3 separate regions of the Rattus norvegicus genome follow, and regions 1 and 3 are each linked to region 2. A link is a contact called in public Hi-C data. All regions are on one chromosome and are shown on one strand. Each heading gives the region's core, a stretch centred on a gene start, on an enhancer-like site or on the middle of the called end of the contact. The rest is flanking DNA. Distances are from core to core; before and after follow the strand shown. Region 1 holds the start of Dnajc1 (DnaJ heat shock protein family (Hsp40) member C1). Region 2 has its middle 65 kb from the start of Spag6. Region 3 overlaps Armc3 (armadillo repeat containing 3).

Region 1 (3,719 bases), core at 115-2,614, 310 kb after region 2:
TAAGAACATTGTCTCGGAGAAGGAGGCATCATTCAAACTGGATGGGAAGAACCCTCAAGATCAATGCCTGTGAAAAGCACTGGATTGAAGAAAGAGGAAACTCTACTCCTGTATCAGCCTGGCCTTAGGAAGTGGTACACTCCCTGAAAATGGAGTAAGTCTTTGGAGTTCTTGGACAACACAGAGTCCTATCTGCTAAAGCTCATACTAATACTGCTACAGTTGTGGCAAGATCACACCACTTTCAAATAACATGCCACTGAATAACATCATCAAATATGGGAAAGATAGATGTTGGGTAAAAAGTTTTTGTAACCATATTATTTTTGACAATTTCACTCATCAAATAATGAAACATCCGCTTCAATATAGAGAGACTTGGTAAAGATGACAGGTCTTTAAAAAAAAAAGATTTCTTAATTTCTATGCATATGTACACGTCTGCCTATGTGTATGGACACATGCACAGGTGCCTGTGGAAGCTAGAAGAGGGTGTTGGATCACCTGGAGCTAAATTACAGGCGGCTGTGAACCACCTCAATGTGGGTACTGGGAACAAAGCTCAGGTCCTCTGCAAGAGCAAGAAGTGGTCTTCATCGAGGAGTTAACACTAGGCCCAAAATTAGTTTTACTTTAAGGAAATAAACTTCAGATTTAAAAGAATATTTTAAAATTTATTTATATGTATGCGTATTTGCTTGCTTGATTTATGTGTATCATGTGTGTGTAGGATCCTGCAGAAGCCAGAAGAGGGCTTCAGAATTCCTGGAAATTACAGGCTGCTTATTTGCACGGATTATTACCCGCAAATCTTAATTCATATTTAGAAGTATAATTTTTTTTTCTTGGTTAAATTCCCTTTTGTGCCCGCTCCCCCCCAAACCACACTGGAGTGTATCTGTGCCTTTTAGGTATTAATTCAATTTATCCTATCTTTACTGATTAAATAAAAACATGCACAGGGGAGTTGGGGATTTAGCTCAGTGGTAGGGCGCTTGCCTAGCAAACGCAAGGCCTTGGGTTCGGTCCCCAGCTCCGAAAAAAAAGAAAAAGAAAAAAACATGCACAGGAACAGAAGCCTTAATCAATAAAATACATCCACCCTGAAATATGCTTTTAATATCAATACATAGGAAAACAAGATAGAAGGCATAGGGAAGAAAACCTACAGGTAGGAGGCATTCTGGGCCCTGGAGGTCTGAGATTGTCAACCTCCCTCAGCCAGCGTGGAAAGGCTGTTCTCCCAGGCCGGAATCCAGAGTGCTTGGCGTTCCTACTTCCGGCCTCGGCCCCGCCCCGCAGTTGCTAGGAGACGTGATGTCACCGGAAGCGAGGCCTGGGATAGGCTGAGGCCTGGGGAAGCCTCTCCCACAAGGCAGCCTGGCTCCCGGCGCTGGCTCTCCAGCTGTTCTTAGGCCGGGGCGAGGGTCCGGAGAGGGAGAGCGGGCTGCGACTGGTCTCCGCTCCCCGGCCCCCTTCTCCGCGTCTATTGGTGCTTCCGTGGAGCCGGCAGCCTGGCTGGCCGCTTCCGGGCGGCTGCCCGCGCTCCTGACTGACAGGCGCCGTCCCCACTGCCCGCGCCACCCGCCACGTCCCCTCTCTCGGCCGGCGCATGGCGTGGCTGCGGACCGCTCTCTCGGAGTCCAGCAATATGTGGGTTCCCGGCTTCGGACCCGCGCGACTTCCCCGGCGTCCTGGGCTGGTGTCGTCCTCGATGCGGCCGCTGTGGCCGCTGCTTCTGTTTCTGCTGGTGGCCGTGCGGCCGGTGCGCGCCTGGGAGAGCGGAGACCTGGAGTTGTTCGACTTGGTGGAGGAGGTGCAGTTGAACTTCTATGAGTTCCTCGGGGTGCAGCAGGTAAGCGCGCCGGCCGCGGCGGAGGGGTAGAGGGGGACCTCCTCACTCAGCTGAGTCGTCTTGACCGCCATCTCTTCCCAGTCCACTGTCGGTCCAACTTCAGAAGTTCTGATCTAAGTGTTAGGCTGGACCGTGCAACTAGCTTGGGAGTGCTGATACCTTTTCTTTGGCTTTCTGGAGACCATCCTTCCCCCACCTCTGAAGCTGTGCTGAAGGAAGAAGGAAGAGAGGTGTAGGCAGACCGTTTTTTTTTTTTTAATACTTACCCAGTCTTAAGTGTGACACAGTAACCATGTATCACCCCAAATTGTCATCTTCCCACTTAAACATATTTTTACTTCATCTGCCTCCTCCCTCGTCCTTCCTGGGAAGACAGAAATACATTTTGCCCAGCGTCTGTTAGCAGTTTTCTTGCACTGTATTTTGTAATCGTTATAGCCAGCTGTTAGTGTTGGTGTTGCAGTTAGAGGTCTGGAAGAATTTGAAACCTCCTCCGGTTTGGTCTTAGGACTCATAGAAGCTGTGAAGCTTTCAGGGTTTGAGGTGTTTGGGGTGCTGTTGGAAGAGGAGCCCGGTATAGTATTGTGTATATGTCCTTTCCTCTCCATTCATTTCTGTTCTGGATGTAACTTGCATCTTTAACTTGTAAAATCTATTGTTCTCTTTTATTTCTACTTGAAAGTGAGTGAGGGGATTTGTTCAGGCTCTACCTCAAACAATGAACAGAAAAATGAAGACATGTCACTAACTTCATGATCATAAAATGAAAGAATTTCCCAAGCTCTGATTGAGTCCTTCACACAAGATATGAGTTGTGGAGCTAAAACAACAACAGCAACAACAACAACAACAACAGCAACAAAAGACACATTTAACAGAACTAGCTAAGAAATGTACCTCTTCCTGTACGTTATGAAATAGGAAACTTTCAAAGAAAATTAATTGGACTATTAAACAGAAGCTTAATTTTCATTCATTGCATTTTAATTCCATGATTGCATATAAAATTATTGAGTATAAAATTGCCACGGTACTGAACTTAACAGTTCTCATTTTTTAAGAGTTAAAAATATTATGTACAGTGGTTTTGTGGTCATTGTAAGGTGTTACCTTGTGCTACTTCCTGCTCATAGAGGAAAAAATATGCCTCATTTCCAAAGTAAATGATAATGCAGTGTATGTAACAATAGTTAGTGAGAATGTAAGTTTGAAGACTTTATTTAGGCTTAGGCTTTTGAGATAGGGTCTTCATGTAGCTTAGCCTATCCTCTAAACTGTTATTCTCCAGCCTCAGGCTCCTCCTGGATGTTGAGATTATAGGCTTTTCCCACTACACATGGTCAGAAGGTTCATTTCACTTTTTAACTCAAAAAAAAAAATCTAGATTAGGTAGAACAGAAAATAATTCCTTTAAATATTTTTCATTTATTTGTTTGTTTTTTATTTTATTTAAGTTAATTACCTCCTCTCTCCACACCCAAGGTTTCTCACTGTGCTGCACTGACTGGCCTGGAACTTACTAGGTTGACCAGGCTAGCCTCAAACTCATAGCTATCCATCCACCTACCTCAAGGAGTACTGGAATTGGCGACATGTGCCAATATCCCTGGTAGAATCCCTTCCATGTTAGTGTGTGTTTATCTACCTCTGTCAGTGCGTTTACATGTGTTTTCTTAGTACCACACCACAGTGCTTCTCTAGGTTTTGTTGTTGTTATTGTTTTGTTTGTAATATTTGACCTGCATGTCTGTGTGTTTACCACCTTGTGCCTGGCGCCCACAGAAGCCAGAATAGGACAGCTATCTGCTCCCCTGGGACTGGAATTACAAACAGTTGTGAGCTGCCTTGTGGCTGTTGAGAATCA
Region 2 (4,156 bases), core at 1,460-3,959:
TTCCCAGAAGTCTGTGCTAGTGGTGCACGCCTGTAATCCCAGCACCTCGGGGCTAAGGCAGAGGGGTTGCTGCGAATTTGAGTCCAGGCTGAGCTTCCCCGTGAGACTCTGTCAAGAGACAGAGACCTAGAGAGGGAGAGGAGAGAGAAAGAAAGAGGAAGGGAGAATGAGGGAGAGAAGGAAATAAAATCAATCTTAAGGGCATCTATTTTTACATGCTACATGTTGCTGTTCTCTGCATTATGTTTGTGGTGAATTGTATAAAGTTGACTGTGATCCAAGTTTAGGTGGAAAAAAAAAACCATTCTTGCAGAAGAGTAGAAGTAGACTAGATAATAATTATTTTCATTCACACAACAACCACTGGGAAAAAACAAGGAGAAAAGGACTTTATAAAAAAGAAAGCTTGAAAAAGTAATTATTTGCTAACAGTTGGCTTCTTAAATGGCTATTTTTCTTTAAGTTTTATTTCGTCACATTTTATTTCATATATTTTTATTCTGAATGAGTTGAAGGACAGGAAATAGGAAAAAAAAAACTAGTGAAGAGGTCCAGGTGGTAAAGAAGGCTGATGACACATTAATGATTAAAACAGGGGAAAGGCACAGGGATAGTGGAAGACTGTCGGAGAGCAGGGACACTTTTGTCTGTTCACTGCTGTACCTGGCACCTGTACCAGTGCCTGACACTGTTGGATGTTCACTGGTTAAATAGTTCACTAGTTAAACACCCTTGAAAGCATGACCTCAAAAGATGTCTCCAGGGTTCCGTACTAGGATGCCATAATTGCCAGAATGACTGTAACATTAATCCATGGAATCTTAAACTTATTTCTTATGAAGAGCTTCCCCACCTCTACTGTGACCAGACTTACAAGTCTGTCCAGCCAAGGCGCAGACTTTTCCTAACCAAAACTTCCAGAGAAATACAAATTGATCCAGGAAAACTCCTTGGGGGGATAGCTGGCTATTCTGAGATTCTGCGGTCCCATTTCAGTACTCCAGGTCATTTTCCTCTAAGCTAAAGGAGGTTCATCCAGTTTTCATCCGAAGCACCGTCCAGGTGTGTCTTTAATAGTGTATAATTCCATCTGGGCACTCTTCAAAGTCCCGCAGCAGCGGGCCATGAATGCTATGACATTTACACATACTGGGAGGGGGGCGGGGCGGGGATCTGTGACTGGAGATCTGTAATTGAAGAACAATGTGGACTTTCATTTTCCTTATACACGTTAGGTGAATTCACATCACAGTACCAGTCCCTAGAAAGGAAGGCAGCACAGAGGAGAGAACTCTTTTTTTTCCTCTGAAAAATGAAATGGCAATCTGGCTTCCTCTTAGCTATTCCTTATGAGTTCTTGAGTCTAAATAAATAAATAAATAAATAAATAAATAAATAAATAAATAAATGCGAGTTGAGAACAGTTTTCCTTGTGTCCTGTGATGTGTTTATCCTCAACTCAGGACCTTGAAGTGATGCCTTTTATTTGCTGATTCAGCAAATATCTGCAACGCTCCCAGTATATTGTCAGTATATTGTTTCAGAGGAAACAGTGAACTCCTGGTTTGTTGTTTTTCGTTGTTGTTTGTTTTGTTTTGTTTTTCATACACTTACAGGAAGGAGAGAAAGCAATAAGCAAATATGTAAACTATAGAATGTTAGCAAAAGGTTTAAAATGTCACGGCTGTGGGAGGAAATTGGCAAGACAAGAAGCTCTAAGGCCGAACTCGAGTTCACATCTTGCCTTGCTAGTATTATTTATTTGCTATTACTTGTTTGTTTTCTCATTCCTGACCCGTTGTATGCGCAAACAGATGCCTTCCCTGATGACTTCTTAGACCCAACTTCTTCCCACGTTCCCTTTGGATAGTCTTAAATCATAGGTAGGACCCCAAACCTAATTCTAACGCAGGTCAGTCTCCCACCCTTACCCCCAGGCCCCAAGGCTCTCTCTGGTCACATTGCTTCTGCCAAGGGCTGTGCACCCCATCTGAGGAGGCCTCATAAATAAACTTGTTTATTTTCCTTTCTTTCCTTTTCTCCCCTTCCTTCCTTTTTATTTCTTTCCTTTTTTTTTTTCCTGACACAAGATGATGGTACAGGGAGCCAGAGCTTCCGATCATTTTGAGCACAAGAAAACAACAAAACCCAACGATCAAAACCCTAAAGCGGACAACGGCCGAGGGCTCGAATCTAAAGGAGAAGGTGACGCACAATCCAAACCCACGCCCCAGCTTTTTCCGTCTTGCAGCCCCGGGAAGGCCGCTGGGCCGCGGCTCGGCCGACAGACAAAGCGGCCCGCTGAGTCCGTGAACAGGCACAAAACGAAAGTCGGCCTCGGGGCCGGGAGGGAAGGCAGCGGAGGCGCCGCGGGCTCTGTCCCCACGCGCACCGACCCCCTTCTCCCGACGCCCTGCAAGCGGACGCCGCGCAGAACAAGGCCAGCTCCGTGCAGCGCGCGGCGGTGGCGCGGCCACCCTGCTCCCAGAGCCCAGTGGCAGCGGCGGGAAGGGCGCCCGCGGAGAGGCTCACAAGCCCGGGGCCCAGCGCCCCGCCGGGGACTAGCGCGGTCCGCGCGCGGAGGAGCACGGCGCCGGCGCGGAGGGAAACGCCGGTGTAGTGCGGCCAGCCCTGCACTTATAAGCCCGCGGCTCCGGGAGCTGCAGCCGTAGACCGAGCGCGGGGTGCTTATTGGTCAGCCTCCTGCCTTCTGTGAGCCTCGGGATCAGACATTTGCACTCCAGTGCCCCGGCGGCCGCCCAGCTGGAGCCCTTGGTGTCCGAGGCGGTCGCAGGGTGTCCCCGTGTGATGACTCCAGCATCGGGGAAGCCCTGGGCCTGGATTGCGTCCGAGGGTGACTGCGCCCACTTCCAGTGTCTGTTCCTCGTCACGACGTCCTTGGTCCCCTCTGTCCACTTAGGCTTGACAAGCAGGAGTTGCTTGGTGCTCCCTTCCCAAGCTGGAATGCTGTTCCGGTCAGGATGGTGAGGCGGAATGAGGCCCATGCAGGTAAAGTTGTCTAAAAGCACACCACACCCTCGAGAAGTGGCCCAGCATTAACTCGGTGTTAATACAGGTGACAACTCACACGGATCTAAAAGCATACCATGAGGAAAATCGCAGAAAAGACCGAGGCCAACTCGGGTCCATGACTATGAGGTTTACAAACTGTAAAGAGGGAAAGCATTTGCCTGGCCAGAAAATGAAAGTACACCGGAGGCTAAAAATAACTTTATATCTCAAAAGTACTGGTGGTTTCATCACAGCTGCCACAATCCACAGAACTGCAGACTGAAGGTACATGGAGTTCATTCTGTTCGAGCTATAAGCAAAATAACGTCCCCAAAAGTTGGCAGAGGTAGGGTGTGCACTTTGGGGGGAAGTTTTTTCTAGGGTAGGCGCCGGTAGGAGCATTATTTACTGCTTAGGAAATCTGAGCTTTAAGAGCACACAGTCTCAGAACTGAGTCCCCTAAAAGTTAGTGTACTAACAATAGAAAGAGTTTGTGCCTGGAGGACAATATGGCAATTTTGTTGTCTAAAGAACAACCCAGATTCTCTTAGCCCCACCAACCCTACCACCACCTCTGGTTTAGTATCCAGGGCTGGCCTTTCTGCAGATGGTCCCTCTCCTGGTCCCTCCCTGCCAAGTAACCCCCAACCATTGAGGGTGAGGGTTCCACATTGCTTCCTTATAGGGGGCTCTGACAGTGCCTCTATCTGCCCATGGCCCCAGCGCAAAGTTAGAACAGCAGGAGACAAACCTTCACAGAGGCGGGAAAACAATCACTGTGCAGTCTATCAGTTTCTACCACGGACACTCCCAAGGCCTGATGGGATTGCCTGGAAGCTGCGACTGAGTAGTCCGCTGTACTTTCTCTAACGCGCCACTTTGTATCTGTTTTCCTTTCTGTTTATCCTTGCTTTTCATGCCCTGGGATCCCATCTTTTCATCGAATCTCAGCACTTAAAACTGCCCTCGAGGTTAGCTTTTCTTTGGCAGTGTTTGGGTGTTACGTATACTTTCCTAAAGATTTCACAATCATAACAAAATTTTTTTTCTCGCTGTTTTGGCACCGGATGACTGTCTCTTTAAAGTGCTAGTTTAGGAAGCAGTCGGTTGAGATCCTTGCCAAATATTTGGGTTGGGAGGGAGA
Region 3 (3,947 bases), core at 1,022-3,521, 480 kb before region 2:
GAGTCGGCAGAATTCTGCAGTGAGTTGGTCTGCCCCTGGCTTTTCTATCATTGTTCATTTAGTGCAAAAAGATTATATAATAAGAAAAACTGCTCGGGGATGAGTGGAGACTCTCAAACTCCATTTGCTACTATGCTAACAAGAACTGAGTTCACCTACAGCTTGTGGGGAGCGGGAACTGGGAGGAGGATGCTATCTAACTGCGGATATCAGGTGAAGGTCTGGCGGAGGGTGACAAAAGATGGTAGATTTGACCCAGCCAGGCTTCTTTAGGCTTGAGCTGTGCTTGGCAAAGGTGGAAGAGAACCATTTATCAAGATGGAAAAGGAACTTGGGAACACGGAGTGTGGATGACTCAAGGTGCACGCCTTGGGTGGACAGAGTAGGGAAAGATGCTCTGTCCCGAGGGTGGCCCTCCCTGAGTGTGAGGCTCATTGACAGTGCAGGCTCTACTGGGCGCTCCTTGCACCTAATCGGTCTGTTGCTCTCCTCTGGTTTTGAGCTACACGAAAGGCGCATGCACTCACCCGAGCCTGCATAGCTCAACGGCCATCAGCTCGTCACCGGCACAGACCATTATAGCCCAGCTGGCGTGCCTTCGGACCTCGTCGTTCTTGGAGTGCAGGAGCTCAATCAGGGGCTCCAGGCCGCCGCAGTTCTTCAACTGCAACAGAAACCAAAACTGACACGTTCAGAGTACAGCCACAGGAGTGGCAGCCCATATCTGTAATCTCAGTGTTCAGTCGCTGGGGCAGGAGGCTCCAAGTTCAAGTCCAGCCTGTGGTGCAGAGCAAGACCTAACTGCAAAACCCCAGGGTGGCCCTGTTGATATGGTTCATGGGTGGTGAGCTGCCTGCCATGCCTGGAACCCTGGGTTCCATCCTCAGCAGGGCATGGGAAATAGAAAAAAAAATCAGCATTCATACATTAGAAAAATCTCATTGAATATACAAAGGGTTCAACTTTTTTAGAATGAGCCAATTTAGAGTTGTTAAATTCAGAGGGAAGTCTGCCAGTCTTCGTAAGAATCCAGCTTTTCATTCTGGGCTAAGAAACCCAGGAAAGTCAATGCAGATGTCTTCAGAATTCCCCTGGGACACCGCTGGGAGCCCACGCCCTGCAGTAAGGGGGAAACTGCTCAATCAGCCTGCACCTGAACACTGACGCTTCACTTGGTCATGACAGACATAAATGTGTCCCCTACTGCTGAAAGTGACTTTACACAGGTGATAAAAGTGAAGTCGTTGTCACTAGGGGACGGTGCTATACTCTAAGCAGTCCCAGTGTCCTCACAAAGATTGTAACAAAAGAAGCCAGGATGCCGGAAACAGAGGGCACAATGGGATGGATGTGCTGCTGCTGTGACCATCTTGAAGGCGAGGAAGGGACGTAAGCCAAAGAATGCAGATGTCTCTAGTCGAGAAGCTGCCATGGCCAATGGAAGTGACACACAACACACATACACACACAACATATATACACACAACATGCACACACACCATACACAACATATACACATACAACATACACACACAAAACATACACACACAACATACACATACCCACAACATACACAACACACACATACATACACAACATACACACACACAACACACACACAAAACATACACACACACAACATACACACACAACATACACACACACAACATACACACATAAAACATACACATACAATGTACACATACAACACACATACAACATACACATATGCACAAAACATACACACACAAAACATACACATACAATGTACACATACAACACACACAACATACACATATGCACAAAACATACACACATACTACACACAGGCATACACACAAATACACACACACACACACACACACACACACACACACACACACCATGCTTGCATGTGCACACTGGGACTACAGCTCACTGTTCCTCTGAGCTGACAAACACTCCTCACAGCACAGCACGGCCCAGGTCAGCAGCAGAGCCAAAGCCATGCTTGAAGAGTCCTGCAGGAAAGGGCTTGGCCTTGTTATCTTCACCAAATAAAAGTCGATTCCTTAGGGAACAGACAAGGAGAAGAGAACAAGAAAGGAGCTGGATGGAGCTATGTCAGTTACGTCATTCAACATTTCTGGGGATGGACCTCCAACAACAAAGCAACCATCTGAAAGTTTGCTTGTTGGTCTTGTGCTTGAGAAGCAATGTTACATTCTCTATGTCTGGAGAATAAAAAGAACGTTCCAGAAATAGTGCCAAGGGCAATGTTCAAAGTCAAGGCCATGTGGACAATGATTCACTTTCAAACATTTTCAAGGCAAACACAGGGGCACTGGTTCGTTTGAGACATGGCATGCTTAGGACGAAATTTCTGACCACATTTATTTCTGGGTATCACCAAGATAGAAGTCTAACACCCTGTGTTCTATTGGCAGAGAGCTAACTTATTAATTCCTCCGTCCATTCATTTTCTCATTCATTTAACAGCTAACGTTAAACGGGCATTATGAAAGTCAGGTATGGAGGCCCCCATCTGCAATACCAGCTCTCAGAGGGAGGAGGATGGTGAGCCCCAGGCCAGAGGCCAGACTGGCTTCTGCAGTGAGACCCTGTAGAAAATAATTCACAAGTGAACAGTATGTACCAGGCATACAGTAGCAACAAGGACAAAGGGCAGAAAATTCTGTTCCTTTCCCAAAAGTTTGGAGGCGTTTATAATTTTTCCTTCTTGAACCCTGAGATGTGGAATAGGAAGACAGGGAGAGACCTGGCGAGTAACAGAAGCACAAAGAGGGCTCCAGCTAAGCTGGGGGGTTGGAGAATGTGCCGCAAGATGAGGTGGGTAAAGGCGGCTTTGGGTGGGAAGAACTATTTACCAGGTAGATAACAAGCAAGGTGCCCTTTGCATTCAGAGAAATGGAGGAGGTAAGGAAAGAGCGGACATTCACATGGACGTAGAGTGCAATGGTGTGAGCAGGGTCGCGCTGGAGAGTCAGTATGGACAGGAAGGCAGAAAACAGTCTCCTGTAGCGTCCCGGACTAGGCAGACCCAGGTCCTCTGCAAGCGCGGGATAGCTTGACCACCGCACTGTCGCTTGGCAACAAGGTACCAACACCCAGCTCAGTGCCCCGCACGGGTAGTGGTAGATAAATACCCAGTGGCTAGCTGGATGCCTCACTAGAAAAGAGACGTGTCAACAGAAATGAAGACAGTTGCGAAGATTGGATAGTGGTCTGAGCAGATGGCATAACTCTGAACCAGTTCAGCCTCACCTCGTTGCGGGACTCCACGTCGCAGGCAGTGGCAGCCACAGTGAGCGCCGCGGTGCTCTGCACCACAGTGTTGGTGGAGTGCAGCGGGCCCAGCAGTGCGCGCATTATTTCGTGGTTCTGGATGATAGCTCGCAGAGGCTCCTGTATGGCCATGTTGGTCAGCACCGTGGCAGCATTGGCAACGGCTCCATCCCGCTTGCTCGACAGGATGTTTATCAGCGGGTCAATGGCATCTGCTTCTGCAGCAGCACTGTGAACAACAGAGAGAAAGGAATGCCATTCTCTCAATTTCAAGGCAGTATCAGAGGAGTTTGCAACCCACTTAGAAACAGGGTGGTTTGTCATGCAATGAGCCCAGAAGGAAATGCTACTGATCTAAGTGCAGTCTGGGATAAATGAGTGAAATTATGCAATCCTTTTGGGTTATAGAAAAATAAACCAAAACGTTTTAGTACTCTAAGTGCTGGGTGTTTGGTCAGTTACTATCCTCAGTGAAGATGATTTTAATTGTCAACAATCTAGAGTCACCAGAGAGGAGTCTAAGTTAAGCATTGTCTAGATTTGATTGAGTGTTTTGGGGGAATTATGTTGATTCTAGTCACTGATATGGGAAAACCTGACCACTGTGGGTGGCACCATTCCCTAGGCATGGGATTCTGAATTATGTGAGTGGAGAAAGCCAG

Evidence for each region. A called contact is a pair of places that touch in the nucleus more often than the background predicts.
Region 1: a Hi-C map of Schwann cells shows a contact between it and region 2, with 5 times the contacts expected there. The contact joins the promoter of Dnajc1 here to the enhancer-like site in region 2. A contact is called at or near these places in 3 of 12 Hi-C or Micro-C datasets (the A7r5 cell line, the Rat2 cell line and Schwann cells).
Region 3: a Hi-C map of kidney shows a contact between it and region 2, with 2.4 times the contacts expected there. The contact joins two enhancer-like sites. A contact is called at or near these places in 2 of 12 Hi-C or Micro-C datasets (the Rat2 cell line and kidney).

Annotation. Positions count from the first base shown.
Region 1 is chr17:86,018,077-86,021,795 of GRCr8, reverse strand. Dnajc1 (DnaJ heat shock protein family (Hsp40) member C1) reads left to right here and starts at 1,364. Exons shown (of 12, transcript NM_001400837.1): 1 at 1,364-1,855. The coding sequence starts at 1,613. LOC134482756 (a long non-coding RNA gene) reads left to right here and starts at 1,862. Exons shown (of 2, transcript XR_010059278.1): 1 at 1,862-3,719.
Region 2 is chr17:86,324,739-86,328,894 of GRCr8, reverse strand. No RefSeq gene overlaps it. Among named protein-coding and RNA genes, the nearest start is that of Spag6, 65 kb to the right of the region's middle. Within about 2 kb of position 2,709, at least 86 of the 93 cell types and tissues checked have an H3K27ac peak or open chromatin away from gene starts, as enhancers often do. A contact at or near this core is called in the A7r5 cell line, Schwann cells and kidney, where this site is marked.
Region 3 is chr17:86,800,840-86,804,786 of GRCr8, reverse strand. Armc3 (armadillo repeat containing 3) reads right to left here. Exons shown (of 19, transcript NM_001287020.1): 11 at 3,265-3,514; 12 at 528-664. Among named protein-coding and RNA genes, the nearest start is that of Pimregl1, 28 kb to the right of the region's middle. Within about 2 kb of position 2,271, at least 2 of the 93 cell types and tissues checked have an H3K27ac peak or open chromatin away from gene starts, as enhancers often do. A contact at or near this core is called in kidney, where this site is marked.